Regions from separate parts of the Mus musculus genome. Here region 1 is linked to region 2. The links are chromatin contacts, called in public Micro-C maps. All regions are on one chromosome and are shown on one strand. The core of a region is the stretch at or near the end of the contact, and the rest is flanking DNA. Distances in the headings are between cores, read along the strand shown.

Evidence for each region. A called contact is a pair of places that touch in the nucleus more often than the background predicts.
Region 1: a Micro-C map of muscle stem cells shows a contact between it and region 2, with 2.0 times the contacts expected there. The contact joins the promoter of Arhgap20os here to the enhancer-like site in region 2. A contact is called at or near these places in 4 of 39 promoter capture datasets (cranial neural crest, embryonic stem cells, maxillary cranial neural crest and 1 more), 3 of 484 Hi-C or Micro-C datasets (muscle stem cells, myocytes and nephron progenitors) and 1 of 9 other capture datasets (pancreatic islet).

The regions. Positions count from the first base shown.
Region 1 is chr9:51,874,586-51,877,691 of GRCm38.p6, forward strand. Arhgap20os (Rho GTPase activating protein 20, opposite strand) reads right to left here and starts at 1,300. Exons shown (of 4, transcript NR_033560.1): 1 at 1,118-1,300.
Region 2 is chr9:51,811,636-51,814,533 of GRCm38.p6, forward strand. All of the region lies in intron 2 of Arhgap20 (Rho GTPase activating protein 20), which reads left to right. Among named protein-coding and RNA genes, the nearest start is that of Gm40520, 48 kb to the left of the region's middle. Within about 2 kb of position 1,501, at least 3 of the 459 cell types and tissues checked have an H3K27ac peak or open chromatin away from gene starts, as enhancers often do. A contact at or near this core is called in muscle stem cells, where this site is marked.

The DNA of each region.
Region 1 (3,106 bases), core at 50-2,549, 63 kb after region 2:
AGGAGGAGGAGGTTTAAGGGTGTGAGCCAGGCAGTGGATTAGGCTAGTGGGCCAAGCAAGCATCCCTCCAGCTGGCGTTCTCTAAACGCATACCCAGATGACAAGAAAGGACTTGACATAAGGGAAGAAGTGGGTTCAAGGCTTAAGAAGGGAAATGTTTGACCTTGTTAGGGAGTTATTGTGAGGCAGAGGAGGAAGAGGTAATAAAAGTGGAGAGAATCAGAAAGGTGCGCAGGAGCGGGTTGCAAAAGGGCTCCGGTTATCCGGAAGGCGTAGATGCGGCTTGCATGTAGCCACGCGGGACGCGGCTTGATCAGGAGAGTAGACTCAGAGAAAACGTACTGCCACAGTACTGAACACGAGTGGGGGTTGGGTGAGGAAGAGAGAAGCTAGAGTCCAGAGAAGCCAGGGGTTCTAAAGAGTCTCCATGTGGCCCTGTTCTCCCTCGCCCCGACGTTAAGGTTTCTGGTTTATGTCTTGCCTTCCTGACTGGACAGGTGCTGACAGAGCAGAGGGACAGTGTAGTATTCCTTCTTGGTTCCCTCGCGCCCACGAAGTTTATAAATTAATTGCTCGTGTTCAGCTTGGGGAGAAAGGAATGGAGATCGAGGAAGGTTTTAGAAAGTAAATGACATTTGAGGTAAACCACTAAGGAGGGGGAAATTAGACACATGGGACTCGGGAGGGTGGAGAGGGCAGTGTGTTGAAATGGGGGGGGGCGTGGGGAGAGAAGACGGGGATGTGGGGGTGAGCACAGCAATGCTGGGATCTGCTGAGGCCGAGCCTCAGAAAAGGTAAATTGGAAAGACTAGAAAGCTGGATTAGGGTGGGATTAGGGCAGTTTCTTAAATGCTTTTTTTAATCTAAGGACAGAAGAGTGCTACTACTCGTTTTCCAGCAGAGGAATGAGGGGGAAAAAATAAATCCTATAAGAAACTTAAAATGAAGCTGCTGGAATAAGGAAGGATAAGAACCAGGAAAGGCAAGAATAAGTGAGTTCAGGATAAGGGTGGCGGTGAGTCACCTGGAACAGCCGCCGCTCTTCCCCCGGAGCAAAGCATGACCTTTCTGAAAGCCTGCAATCATGCCATTACAGGATATTTATCTGTGGACTTACAGCGACAGCAAGTCGCCACGACTTGTACCTGCTCCGTGTACGCTGCGACAGCTGAGTAGACTGTATGGTGATTTACAGCAGCAGAGTCTAGAAATCCAAGTGGGGCACGGGCACGGGCACGGGCACGGGCACGGGCACGGGGGAGCGTCCTTGCCGCATGCTCAAACCGCACAAACTCAAGAGAAAGGAGGCGAGCCCTTCAGCTCTTTTATAAGGGCTCTAACTCCAGTCACGGTGAAGGGAGCCCTTGTTGTCCAATCTTCTCAGAAGGGCCTCACCTGTTGAAAGTACCGGTTCGCCATTAAAGTTTAGCACCTGTGTTTGGGCAGACACGCCCTTGTTTAAGCCATAGCATTTCTGAAAGTGCGTATTCCAAATGAAGTGCTCACCATCCAGCACCTGAGAAAATTAGAAAGGGCTAAGAGGCAACATCAGAAGGCAGACCAGGGGCAGGTGAGAGGCAGGGGGCAAAACAAGCTTGGCTGTGAGGAGGTGTTTGTGTTCTCTTTGCATTTTTCTTCTTGTGGTCTAGTTGCCATCCACGTGCAGCATTGGTTGTTTTTCCATGAAGATGCTCAGCTGATTTACTCCCTGCCAGCTGTTGCTGAGTGCTTCCTCCATCACAGGGCACCTCTCTCCCACAGTGCTTGGAGCACTGGTGGGGAACAGAGCTCTGCCTCAGGTTCCTCTCTGCCCTCCATTCCATCACCATCTCTTCCTGCCCTTGTCCGTGTATACAGCCTGAGCCTCAGAAGAAGGACAGGAGCTGATGGTTAACATGCAAAATATGTTTTTCTAACATAATCTATATTCATAGAAAGTTTATAAGATAGTCGAAATTATGGTTCCCATTTCACAGATGGCAAAGCTGACAGGCAGCTAACACACATATGGGTGGTGGATCTGACCCAGGTCAGTGACCCTAAACACAGATCATCAGTATTGCTTTTATAACCCTAAAGATATAGGAAGGTGTTCACTTAAAACTAGCTCCACAACATCGCTAGAGACCCAGCAGAAAACCCTGTCACTCCATCTCTACCTGAAACTAATGTGCCCTCTTCTGTATGCTTAACCTTCTACCCACACAAAGTTACAGTTTCTAAAATTCACATACCGTGACAACAAATGTATCCATTTAATTAACTTATTTTGGAAATCTCTTTTTAGGAAAACACTACATGAGTGGATATTTTGGTCTTTTCTAGTGCCCTGTTATTTCAATATATATATATATTGAATATGTGTATATATTTACACATATATAAAATACATATTATACATGTATATAATACACATATGTATATATACATATACACATATACATATATATTCTAGTATTTGATACATGTGTCATGTGAAATACTTTTAAGATACAGACTTAAAAATGGGACTTCTCAGTGTTTGGGGTTTTATTATTATTGGTTTGTTTGTTTTGTTTCCTGGTTTTTTTGTTTGTTTGGTTTGGTTTTGATTTTTTTTGAAACAGTGTCTTATGGCTGGCTTTGACAATTCCTCAGTAGCAGAGGCGGTCTTTGAACTCCCGTTCCTGCCGTTTCTCCCTCCTAAGTGTGGGGGGTAAGAGCTGTTTACTCTGGGTTGAGACACCGGAGTGTGATGAGGCATTCTCTACACCTTTGAAATATTTCATAATTAAAACGTCACTTTGAGTTGAAGGGTTATGATTTTTTTTTTGCCTGCCGTTGTCAGTGGCTTAAATTAAGACTTAGAAAGGAGCAAGATCTGTGAAAACAGATGTCCAGATTAAAATAACCTTAACATAAATGTACCATTCCAAAGAAAATCAAATTTACTAGAGATACATTATAGGTTAAAAATGATTTTTTTATGCACACAAGCTACAGAGGCATATTTAGAAATAGTCTTAATATAAAGATGTCAGCTGGAATGAGAAGGCATGGGTTGGAGTGGACAAAACAGAAGCATGAGGCCTGTGTTTACTTTTAATACACAGAACTTGGCTTCAAC
Region 2 (2,898 bases), core at 251-2,750:
AATATACCATAAATGGAGTGTTATTGCTGAACGACATGGATGGGTACCAATAGTGATTCTGTAGCCTCATTTCAATGGCTGTGTTCTTTTGTTTCAAATTATTTCTTGCCTAGTTTATTTGGAACAACTCAGCAGGGATACCACGCAAAGACGATAAAGAGAGTTGTAAACTGGCATATCATAGCCAAGGTGAGCTTACTTGTTAGACGGCTTACATTCTAAGATCATTGGCACCGTGCATTTAGAAGCTTCAGTTTGATGGAAATATTAAATGTGAGTCGAAAAATGGAGTCAGCAAGAAAGTAGAGTTCAGTTAAGACATCTCTTACAAACTATAGAAGCAGTTATGGGCCCCCCCCCTCTCTCTCTCTCTCTCTCTCTGTGTGTGTGTGTGTGTGTGTGTGTGTGTGTGTGTGTGTGTGTGTGTTAGAATACCCTTAAAACATTATCCATCACTGGTGGGGTATAGAATGAGAAGGCGACTATGGTGAAGTCTGGTGGTTCTTCAGCACGTTATATATGGAATTGCCATGTAATCCAGCGCTTCTAGCCTTCAGTATACTCAGCACTGAGAACAGACATTTCCGTGGCAGCATCGGTCACAGTAGCCACAAGGTTCAAACACCCAAAGTACCCCTCAGCTAATGCCTTCAGAAGTATATCCATACAGTGTAACATGTAGTAGCAATAAAAAGCATTGAGTCAAGCTACAGAACGAACCTTGAAATTTATACTAGCCCAAAGCAGGGAGACGGACGAGAACACATACAGACCAGTATGATGTATGCAAAGTAGGCAGATCCATGGGGGCTGGGGGCAGGCCTGATGAGGAGCTTTCCTTTATGAGTGATATAAGTCTTCAATAACTAGATAGTGATAATGGTTGCTCATTATGCATATTGTGCTAATGAATTTTACATGTTTAATGCAATCTAAGTCAGTAAAGAGCTCGACACACAGCAGTGAGGACCTTAGTCTGGTCCTCAGCACCACGGTAAAAGACTGGGCATGATGTTGTAATGCTTGGATCCCAGCACTGGAGATGTATACATAGGAGGATTCTAGAGCTTGCTGGTCAAGACAGGCTGATTGATGGGTGGGCTCCAGGTCATGGTGAAGCCCACTTCCCAGTGTGAGACCCTTGTCTCGACAACAGCAACAAAGCAAACAAAACAAACACAAGTGGACATCTCCTAAGAAACACTGAGTTTGACTTCCACACACATGTACACATACAGACAAATATGAAAAAATCTATGGTATTTGATATAATTTTTGACAGAATTCAAAATTAGATGAGCCTTTAAAAACAGCAATGGTTAAGCAAAAATCACTGGTTTAAGTACTTTGGGGGGGGGGCAGAAGTACAGTAGACATAGAAGGAAAGTGGCAAACTGTGTGTGCAAGATTGTTACTGTCTCTGTGTGGGCCCAACAAAATATGATTGTGAGTCATGGCACACCCAAGGCCTGTCTGGATGACAGAATAAATTCAAGGCCATTGTGGGGAGTTTGGTGAGACTGCCTTAAAATAAAGAGAAAACAGGTGGCAGGGGACATGAGTCAGTAGTAGAGCACTTGCCTAGAATGCACAAGGCCCTAAGTTCAGTGCCCAGCAAGGCATGCAAGAATAAAAGAAAAGTCGAGTAAAGACTGGACAGTAAGGCTTACATTCTTGTCCATTTTATTTTCATTTTAGTACCACAGCTAATTACAGTTTTAGTAGTGCAGATTTTAATAATTTTAAAATGTGTTTTCCTTTGTTCTTTTCTTCCTCACAGTTGAATGTCCCCCATTCTTGCCTAAGTTTACTGTGGCAGCTTCCTAGTGGTTTTCCTCTCCCTAAGTTACCCTTCCCTGTTCCCTTCAATATGTTACAAACACGGCATCCTGCCTAAAAGCCTCCTGTGCTTTGGGGTAAAGTCTAAGTGAGATTCTTATAACACAGGGAAATATCCTTCACCAGGCCTGTAATCCAATCCCTCCCGAACGTCGCTCTTCCTAGAACACACTTCCTTTACTTAAGAGTGCCCTTCTGTGTTTATTGATCTGTCTGCCCATCCTTTAAGACTTTGCTTCCTACAAGAAACTGTCCTAACCCACCCAGGCTCATAGCTTTGCTGGGCCTCAGTACCCTGCATGTCTGATGTGTCACTGGTTTCTCATCGTTTTCTTTGTCCGATTCCTCTATTGGATAGCTGACTTTTTGAGGTCAGGGAAGCAATCATATCTGTCTTTCACGAATGAACCCGTCAGCAAAGCAAAATGTAACACTATTATATGTATTGCAAGCTATTCACAGTGTTAAATGAGAATAGTAAGGAAGCAGAGTACTGAGTGTACATCATACAAGAGATGACAGGCAAAGACTCGTTTAAGAGAATGCTGTCATAGAAGATAGGACATTTGGAATGGGTTGTGAGTTAGGGGATATTTTGAGGAACTACATTGTTTTCGATAATTATTGTAGTTGTGTACTAGGTAATGTACCAGGACTTGAGGTTGTATGGATCCTACTTAGCATATTGATTATCACTTATGAACATAGGTGTTTCCCAAGAAGAGTTGAGCAGTTTTGTCTATTTTACTTTGTAATGCTTTGTGTTGGGGGTGTGGGGTCAGCAGTGAACAGATGATAACAGCATGGTATCAGTGGCAGTCAGAGGACAGCCCCAGATGTCAGTCCTCTCTACCCTGAGCCAGGGTCTTTATTGCTAGTCTCAGCAGTGCACACACAGGCTATTGGGCCAGCCAATATCTGGGGCCCCCAGCCTCCGCTCCCATCTCACTGTGTCAGTCCTGGTAACACAGATTGCTCGACCACACCCAGCTTTCCTTGGGTTCTGGGGATTCAAACTCAGATGCTCACATTTGCACCCCAACCCCCTTCCCTACTGAG